Linked DNA regions of Mus musculus: region 1 is linked to region 2. The links are chromatin contacts, called in public Hi-C maps. All regions are on one chromosome and are shown on one strand. Each heading gives the region's core, a stretch centred on a gene start, on an enhancer-like site or on the middle of the called end of the contact. The rest is flanking DNA. Distances are from core to core; before and after follow the strand shown. Region 1 holds the start of Pitx2 (paired-like homeodomain transcription factor 2). Region 2 has its middle 36 kb from the start of Gm40149.

What was found. A called contact is a pair of places that touch in the nucleus more often than the background predicts.
Region 1: a contact with region 2 is called in a Hi-C map of the C2C12 cell line, with 1.8 times the contacts expected there. The contact joins the promoter of Pitx2 here to the enhancer-like site in region 2. A contact is called at or near these places in 1 of 39 promoter capture datasets (stem cell-derived epiblast-like cells), 1 of 15 datasets of contacts at CTCF or cohesin (large pre-B cells), 10 of 484 Hi-C or Micro-C datasets (the C2C12 cell line, embryonic fibroblasts, extraembryonic endoderm stem cells and 5 more), 8 of 115 datasets of contacts at active chromatin or transcription factors (differentiating embryonic stem cells, embryonic limb bud, embryonic stem cells and 4 more) and 3 of 9 other capture datasets (adipose tissue, liver and pancreatic islet).

What each region holds. Positions count from the first base shown.
Region 1 is chr3:129,197,600-129,202,333 of GRCm38.p6, forward strand. Pitx2 (paired-like homeodomain transcription factor 2) reads left to right here and starts at 2,279. Exons shown (of 5, transcript NM_011098.4): 1 at 2,279-2,563. It overlaps Gm40149 (a long non-coding RNA gene), which reads right to left and starts at 1,310. Exons shown (of 4, transcript XR_867634.2): 1 at 1-1,310.
Region 2 is chr3:129,160,254-129,164,816 of GRCm38.p6, forward strand. No RefSeq gene overlaps it. Among named protein-coding and RNA genes, the nearest start is that of Gm40149, 36 kb to the right of the region's middle. Within about 2 kb of position 1,573, at least 10 of the 459 cell types and tissues checked have an H3K27ac peak or open chromatin away from gene starts, as enhancers often do. A contact at or near this core is called in the C2C12 cell line, muscle stem cells and myocytes, where this site is marked.

The DNA of each region.
Region 1 (4,734 bases), core at 1,029-3,528, 38 kb after region 2:
ACTTGTTGAGATGCTTGATTTTTTTCCCCCAAAAGGCTCAAAGGGGGTGGGGGGAAGAGGAAATAAAAATAAAAACAGCACGTGACTGTTTTCCTCCTGAATCTCTTCCTTTAAATGGCATTACTTTGGTTTCCCATTGAGTTAGGAGAAAAAGTTTGAGTTTTCATGGATCTTACAAGGTTAGAGATGGCTTAAAATGCAGATCTCTCGTCGGTTTTCCTGGAGACTGAAGAGGCTAACTCTTTCCATAAAATGAGTCGACTGTTAGCTATTTCAAAGTGAAGGGATTTGGCACTCAAAACAAATTGAGCAAGTTTGTTTGCCTGTTTTTCCTGCTAACACCAATGAATTGAAACCACGGAGTCATTCAAGAAAACACAGAACATACTCCAAACAGCCTCCAGATTCAAAGGAAACTCGGCGTGTGTGCGGTAGCCCTGGGTTAACTTTTCTTGTGTATACATCCCGTGGGCATCCTTCAGAGGAGTCAGCATTATCTTCCTCAAATTGCATGAACTGGTGTGCTGATTTAGGAAGAAAAGCTGTATGAATTTTAGAGGGGACTTTATTTTCTATTAGGGACCAAGGAGAATTAGGGACCAAGGAGAAATGCAGTTTAATGGCGGGTCTGGTTGGGTTTTGTTCCCAGGCAAGGTTTAATATTGGTGAGAAAAACGCCAAACCATGAGGTACAGCTATTTTCTGATATTTTCCTAAAACATATCTTGAAGGGATGCACTTGAGATTGAAAGAACTTTGTCCCATATGTCTGGCAGAAGCCTTCACTCCTGGTCTTCCAGGCGAATCATATTTATAGCCCTTCCACGCAAAGGCAAGACCCTGCCAAAATATCCTGTTCGTTTCCAAAGTACAGACGCATTAGGAAATCAGAAAATATGAAATTAGAAGTAGGACCCACTTGTAGACTAGGAAAGGCCCCTTTCAGCCTTACATACTCTGGACTTTCAAGAACATTCGCTCATATGGGGGGGAACTTCCTTCTCCTTCCCCACCCCCATCCCGGTGCAATTTAATACCACTCTCAGTCAGGAACCTTAACCTCGTCATTTTAAAAAATGAGATATCCGCGACCCGGGGTGAACTTGTTGAGTGTAGGTACAGCAGAGGAAATTCTAGACTCTGAGAGTCCCAGACTTGAGCAAGAGATCCCATGCCGACACACTGGCCGGTGTGTGGCCCTGTCTACCTGCGCTCTTCCACTCTGATCCACCCGTCTTGACCTCAGACACCACCGTGACCTAGCCCTTGCCTTACTGTAGTTCAGGCCTCCCTCCGGTCATCGTCTGGTAATATCTCCCTCCTCCTCCTCCTCCTCCTCCTCCTCCTCCTCCTCCTCCTCCTCCTCCTCCTCCTCCTCCTCCTCCTCCCCCTCCCTCTCTCCCTCCCTCCCTCTCTCCCTCCCTCTCTCCCTTCCTTACCCCTTTTTCTTTCTTTCTTTCTCTCTCCTTCCCTCCCTTCTTTCATCCCCCCCACACACACCTATCGGCTGTGGCTCTCCCACCTTCTGCCGCTAGCTCACCCTATTTTTCTAACTTCTCCCAGTCATCATCTTCTCTTTGCCACCCCATCCATCCACCCACCTTCAGTGCTGCCCTCTGTGGATCCCTCAATTCCCTCCCACTGCCCCTGTAGACAATCAGTACAGTAACCAGCTTTCCTCTACTCCGCGGGCCTGAAAGGAGGTCACGCGCGCGCACACTCACATCCACACTTCGAAAGCCTCACCCGGATCAAACCAAGCCACACTGCCCTTTGTTTCATTTCATGGGCCACTTTGCTAGTCCCTTCCTCGTAAGCCACCCAGACTTTGCTCCGCGCGAATAGGTTTCTGTCTCCCCAGGCTCTGGCCCTCCCACTCAGATTTAGAAGGGGTTTGACGCACAACCGTTTTTTCTCCGTCCATTCCATCCTTGTCCCTTTCCTACCATCCCCACCATCCTGCTCCCCAGCTTGAGTGCTAGCTCCTGCCACTGGTCAGCTCCTGTCGGTCGGTAGTTGCCTCCGGCCCCTGATCCTCCGCTCCTCCCTCCTGGGTTCTGTCCGGGACCGCAGTCTCCTGGGCCCCTGGGCCTCACTTCTCAGCCCTAGTGGTCCCCTGTCCCCTCGATCGCCCCTGCACGCTCCCCCACCCCCGCAGTGGCCCAAGGCTGTGCTCGCCCCTTGATCGCCCAGCGTACAGCAGGCTCGGCCGCCCGCCCGCGCGCCACTGTGCACTGGAGTTTGGTGGAATCTCTGCTGACGTCACGACACTCCGCACACGGAGTCGGAGCGGAGGGAAGAGAGAGGGATGAGAGCGAGGGAGGGGAGAGAGAGTGCGAGACCGAGAGAGAAAGCCGGAGAGCAGCAGACAGAAACTGCCGGCGCCCGCTAGCTTTAGCAGCCCCCCGCGTGGACCCTCTCGGAACTTGGCACCCTCAAGATCCCCGCAGTTCCACCCAGACCCGCTCCACGGCGCTGGCTGTGCAGCCCGAGCCTCGGCCGCCTGGCAGTCACCCTGGGAAGCGGTGGGACGGGGAGACAGCCGTTCTCTCTCCGGTAGCCGGTAAGTGGAGGCCCTCTCTCCCACAGAGCTGTGAGATAATGCGAGTCTGGAAATTTGTTCCACTCTGGAGAACCTCCGCCGTGTATGATTTGTGGCTCGCCGGGCTTGTTTCTCCAGATTCAGCGCAGTTGGCAAACAGATCTTACAGAGCCCCTGTTCCGTTCGCCCTCAATCGCAGACACTAGAACAGTCCTACCCGGCGTTGAAGTCGACTGGAAGCCAGGCATGGCTGGCAGTTAAAACGAGGCATCTTCCCTGAAATTTCGATGCCAACAGGGTAGGGAGAAATCCTCCAGCTGAGGATTAGCCCAGTCAAGATAAAGGGCCAGCTACAAAGTTTCAGCTACTGGAATAGATTAGCCCCTTCCCATCATTACCCATTGGAAAAAAAAGGAGATTCCATCTTAACCGGCGGTTAGTGACCTCTCAGGCCCAAGCGAATTACCTGAGAGCCAGGCCTAGATGCCAACCCGCACAATTACTTCGGATTATAAATCCTTTAAATTGATCATCAGTCAACTCCAATCTTGTACTGAGGGAGATGCATTTTAAACGGATGCGGAGAGGCCACTATTTTGCAACTGGTAACTAAGTAAAAACATGCGATTCCAAACCAGCGAAATACAGTCCTTTTATTCCAATTAAATCACCTTCCCTAAACAATTTAGAAATCAAACTATCCTAGGAGGCTGGGATATTTTTGTTTTTATTCTATTTTGTAGGACTACCGTATTTTTTTGAGGTAAATTAAAATGGGGAGAGAGTCTTTTACTATTATGAATTACAATAATATGCATTCATACATTCTAAACGATTTAACGAACAAGTAATTTGATTTTTAAGAGATCTCTGCATCCTTTTCAGACCATTAGTTACAATTAAAGATATTTTATTCTCATGCAGTATCATTTAGAGGAGACTCCACCTAAAACCAATAATTTCACAGAAACAAAGATTGTTACTGAAGTGAATTGAGGACTTGTTGTTGTTGTTGTTGTTGTTGTTGTTGTTGTTGTTTGGGGGGCGTTGAAAATGAGCACAGTATTCCAATAATCAAAGTTTAGTTTCAAAACAAAGTAGCTACTTCACTTATGGAATGTTTTGCTTTGCCTCAGCAAAACTACGCCTAAGTTACTGCCCTGCTTTGTCCTGTAAGCTGAGCACTGTAGCTCCAAAGCTCCAGAAGCACACATTCCACAGAGCTTTAAAGAAAGCTTGCTCATGGTGAAGCACGGGGCTGTGCTAAAGTGGTATCTTAATTTCCTTAAATGATTACCCACTGCAAATTAATTTGCTGGCTAATCACACCAATTTAGTTCATTTAAAACATATGGCCTCATGCTTTTTATTTTTCAGCTTTCCATGAATGGTTCTGCTGTGGGATAAGAAAGGAAATGAAAAGGGTGAAATGGGAAAGAATTTTTGTTTTTTTGTTTTTTGTTTTTTGTGTTTTCTTGGACTGATTAGAACTCGTAGCTTCTTCTACAATTCCATCCTTGTACTGCTTGGGCAGAAATCATTTTTGAAACAAACTGCTCTGTTTCTTAGGGCTTGCCTATCTGCCTGGCCGGAGTGGCACTGTGCATGCTAATTGCTGGATAGTGCTTCATTAACACAATATGGAATGGAAGCTGACCCAAACCAGATTGCTTGGTATATACATTCCAACCAGGATGGGAACTTTTGGCATGAGAATAACTTCTAATCAGGAAACGTCTCCTATCTAAAATGTTGAGATTAGCCATCAAAACCAGTGTTGTAATCTGGCAGTGAAATTTGTCTGTCACACGTTAGCCACCTTGATAGGACAAGTTTAAGTATCATCAGATAAGACTTGAAGGTCTCTCTTTAAAGAAAAAAATCTTCCTCAGTTAGTTAGACTGGACCCATTTATTAGGCCTGGTCGTTCTATGGAGCATAAAGTCTCAGGATTCACATTACTGCGAAATAAAATACATCTCAAAGTCACAAGGACGTGTAGCAAGGAGCTAAGGAACACGTCTTGATCTTTTCACTCCTTGGGCCGAAACCTACGGGGTCTTGAAGCGTTGCTTCTTACTGCTTTGATTGGTCTTCAGCACCAAAGCGTGGGGGGATGGGGGTGGGAGGAAATGTGTAGCAACTGACTTTACAGGTCAGGTCTTTCTCTTCTGTATATTTCAGTCCTTGAA
Region 2 (4,563 bases), core at 323-2,822:
AATACATATGGTCATTTAACATGATTTAAGTTACGAAGATTTGATTAAATAAGTCGGGGAGGCCATTGCTGCAATTTTGAGTTAACTTTTAAAATACAGTATTGATGGTGGGTAAAGGAACTTGCCACCAAACCTATCTGAGTCCAATCCCTGGGACTCATATGGTGGGAAGAGAGAAACAATTCCTGTAGATTGTCCTCTGACCTCAACACATGCACACATATACATGCGTACACACCCACAATAAATATGTACAATAAAATGCAACTTTTCCTCCCCCCCCCAACTTCTGGCCTTTTAATTGTACAATATAGCATGTGTTTCTTTCAGGCCAAAATATAATAGCATTGATATAAGTCCTAGATTCACTTGATAGAGTGACATCAACTCTAGACTTTAGAGTTACGTAATAGATGACAGTTCTTTTAATCTAGATTGTTTAATAAGCTAGCTAGTGAAGTCTACATTTTTGAAGTAAGATTTTTTTAAAAAAAAGAATCATTTGTAGTAAGATTTTTATGAATTATATATTAAAAAAGATATATGTCTCCTGTGAGAAAGCATTCTTAAGTGATTTCAAGCAATATATACTATTTCATGTGATACTACAAAACTTTTTCTTGAGGTTGGTAAGGATAGAGGTAGTATCATTGTAGCTTGATCATTTCATTTTGGTTTTGCTGTGGTGATGTTTAGATTTTGGTTGGTTGCTTGCTTTATTTTGTTTTGCTTCTGCAACTCTGTTATCTGCCACGCATCTCCAGTGAGCTATTTACATGATCTAACCATATCTTTTTAAAGAGTTCACACACACATTTATATTTCACAACGAAGGAGGCAGTCATTCGATTTTATAACTAAGAACTGCCTAAATTGAATGCTCCTCTAAGTGTCAAACAGCGTCAGCACACATCGCAAAAGTCCAATTTAATGACAGAAATGGAATTTTTTACTTCATGGAGAGGTCTAAGCTTGGGAACAAGAATACAGGGCTTCTGGTTGTTCTTACTATATTTGGGCTCCCTACCTTCACCAATCTCTTAAATACTTTTAACCTAATTTTCCCATTCCTTAAAGGAAATGTTTGAACAATCTCAAAAACCTCGTTCCACTCTGCCTACTATCCTTCTGGTTCTAAAGTCCCCCTGTCCTGTAACCATGAGGCCCTGCTCTCAACAGGGACAGCAAACTGCCCTACCTTGTAGTAAAAGTGCTTAGGAACACGGGAGTATCCTTTGAATTACTCAGAAATGGCTACAGCGATTGCGTAAGTCACGGGGCTGTATCTTGCGCCACCCATGACAACTTTTAGAAACTGCTAGTTACCTTCTTACTGGGAGTTGGTTACTTGCCAGGCTCGGTGCCAAGAGAATTACACACAATATCTCGGCTAATCCTCTTGACAGCTCCGTGAGAGCAGCTATAGTTATCCCCATTGCACAGATGAGGAACCAGGGACTTGGGAGTGACTAAATAATTTGCCTGTGCCATGCAGAGTATCAAGGAGAAGCCATGGCTGCCCATCTCCAAGGCAGCTCTGCAGCCCTGGGCTCAATGCCTGAAGGAGGTCATTCCGTCCTTGCCAGCTCCCTTACCCCCACGCTTGGCTGTGCTCTCTGAGTCACCCATATTTAATTACACCATGGAGTCTCCACAGTAAACATTCTTTGTGTCCCTCCCAACTCCATCCCCTTACTTCTTCTCCTAATAATAGATGCAAACATTAATTGAGCATTTGCCACACTTCTCAGCTCTTTAAATAGATCTCTCCCTTAGCCTTCACAGCAGTCCTCTGAGGTCGATACTACTAGCTCCTCCCTCTCTCAGGAAGGACACTGAGGCACAGAAAAACCACACAAGTCACAAGTTAAAGAAAAAAAGCAACAACACATATCTGCATGTAGCTCTATTTCCAAGGTAAATGACAACTGATAAATGCCGGTAACGTTCTAAGTTAACATTTACTAATCTTTTACAACATGCTGGGCCCTGTGCTAAATGTTTCATCTCCAACTGTCACCTGTAACCCTCCTGACAATCCTCCAAGACTGGTATTATTGTGATTACCGCCACTCTTCAAATGGATGCCAAAACCTGGATGTCTTGGTTAAGTCATAAGAGAAAGTCATCCAGGGGTTCTCTAGAGCCAAACCTTACAAGACAAGGATCAGACACCATACAGTTTTCTCCTTAGAAATAGATACTCATTTGTTTTCTTGACAAATCACCCAACTCAACTGTGCCTCCGTTGCTCTGTATGTGAAGCCAGTGAATTCTGAAGATTTCCTGTTGTTACTGTATGAGAACCACATAGAGCTATCTCCAACACTGGGGAAAACCATGCAGCTGTCAAGACAGAGGAAATGGGAGCCCAGAGTTGGCCTTTTATTAGCAGAGCTGCTTTTTATCTCTCTGTGCCTCCGTTTAATTATTTATAAAATATATTCTTTAACAATAGGACTGGGGAGATAGATCACTTAGTAAAGTGCTTGCTTTGCAAATATGAGGGCTTGGGTTTGATCCACTAGAGAGATGACGTAACAGTTGTAAGAGGGCAGCCTACAGTCACAATCCCAGCACTGGGGAATCAGAGACAGGAGGCTTCCTAGGGCTCACTGGCCAGACAGCCTACCCTGATGGGCTCCAGAGCAATGAGAAACCCTGAGGATGACTTCTGGCCTACACACACACACACATACACACATACACACATGCACACACACACACACACACACACACACACACACTTACACACTCATACACACACATACACACTCACATGCACACACACATGCACACACTCTCGCACACATGTACACATTCACACACACATGAACACACACCACACATACACACATATACAAACTGACACAGTTGTACACACACACAACCACATACTCACTTCGTACACATACACAAACACACACTCATACACACACACTTACATGCACACACTCACACACATACACACACACTCACATTCACACACATGCACACACACTCACACACATACACGTACGTACTCACACACACATACACACATACCACACATAATACACATATGCACATACACAAGCTGACATTCTCATACACACACATGCATACACTAACATGTGCACACACACTCGCACACACATACACATGAATACACACACTCACACATGCACACATGCAGAGGAAGATAGAATAGTAACTACTTTATATTGTTAGCGTGAGGAAGAAAGAGGTAAATGTGCTCAGAGCCAACAGAAGTTGTGTGTTTTCCACGGTGGTGTGTAAGCATGCATCAGGTGCTAACTTTTATCATGGTTATTATGTAGAAGACACTGTTACCATTTACCATTTTGATCCTTTTCTTGGTCACACAAAAGTCTGCTCTGCCTCAGAAGCCATCAAGCTGGTTCCTGCTTGAACAATTTGTCCTAAAAGGAGTAGCAGAAGTGACAGAGCTGGTTGTCAACTACTGTCATTTCAGTTGAGACAGGCAGCAGTCAACAAACTTCTTTTTCTTTAAAGTTAACCACCAGAAGGGCAGGGCTGAGGCTCTGTATCTAGGTAGAAATGACACTCCCAATCTAAGCAGACAAACCCACACAGCTCGTCTCCAGGTGTTTTCTACAAACTGGCATGACTGACAGCTTCACAGGCATAGCCTTGACATCCACTATTTTGATGATCCAACAGCACAAAGCCATAGCTCAAAACATTGATGGGTTGCTGGTTGAGTGACTGAGCTAACAACTGGTTTTCCTAGCTGCCTCTCTGAGAATGCAGGCAGCCCTGCTTCTCAAAGGCACATCACTTATGGGTCCATATTGCAAGAAGACTCTAACCACTAGGACTCAAAATTTGCCTCTTCCATTTTTGGATTATGTCAACTTAGGCAATTCATCATGTTTCCTTGTGCCTTAAAAAAAAATCCCTAAAGTGGGACTCCTGGCTATCTCTACCCTGAGTATCAACTAAGTTAACTATGGATGTGCTTAGAAAGATAGCTAGATCCAGTGAGATCATACTAGATGGTAGTATGATGAATGAGAGAGTAGTTGGCCATGCTGGTTTAAAGTCATCTGGATTTCCTGGCACATCATACCATATGATGTGTCCTTATATGAATGTAGAACAGAAGAGAGCCTCCCTCTTTGTGGGTATAGGCAGTCTAATAGTTCCTAGGACAGCTGTGCCCTGCCTGTCACACCAGCAGTGGATGTTTTCCAAGCGTGCATACCTCCATGAATCATTTTGGCTGTTAAAGAATCATTCACCACCATGACCTTCTCCCTTTTTTTGGAGGGGGTGGGGTCATGATAATAAGGCTGCATCACTCACCACACATGCATATATTTGCAAAATTAATAATAACCATGCAACAATTACACCTGTAAACTTCTCCTCCAACACCAAGAACAGTATCTCTTCTTCCATTCATTTTACCAAGCTTGTACTGAGTACCTATCCCTAGATACAAGGCTAAGTGCTGCAACTCACCGAAATGCATTGCAGTTTTATGTACAATTTACAGTCTAGGAAAAAACGCGAAGAGAGGCAAACAGAAAGAGAATA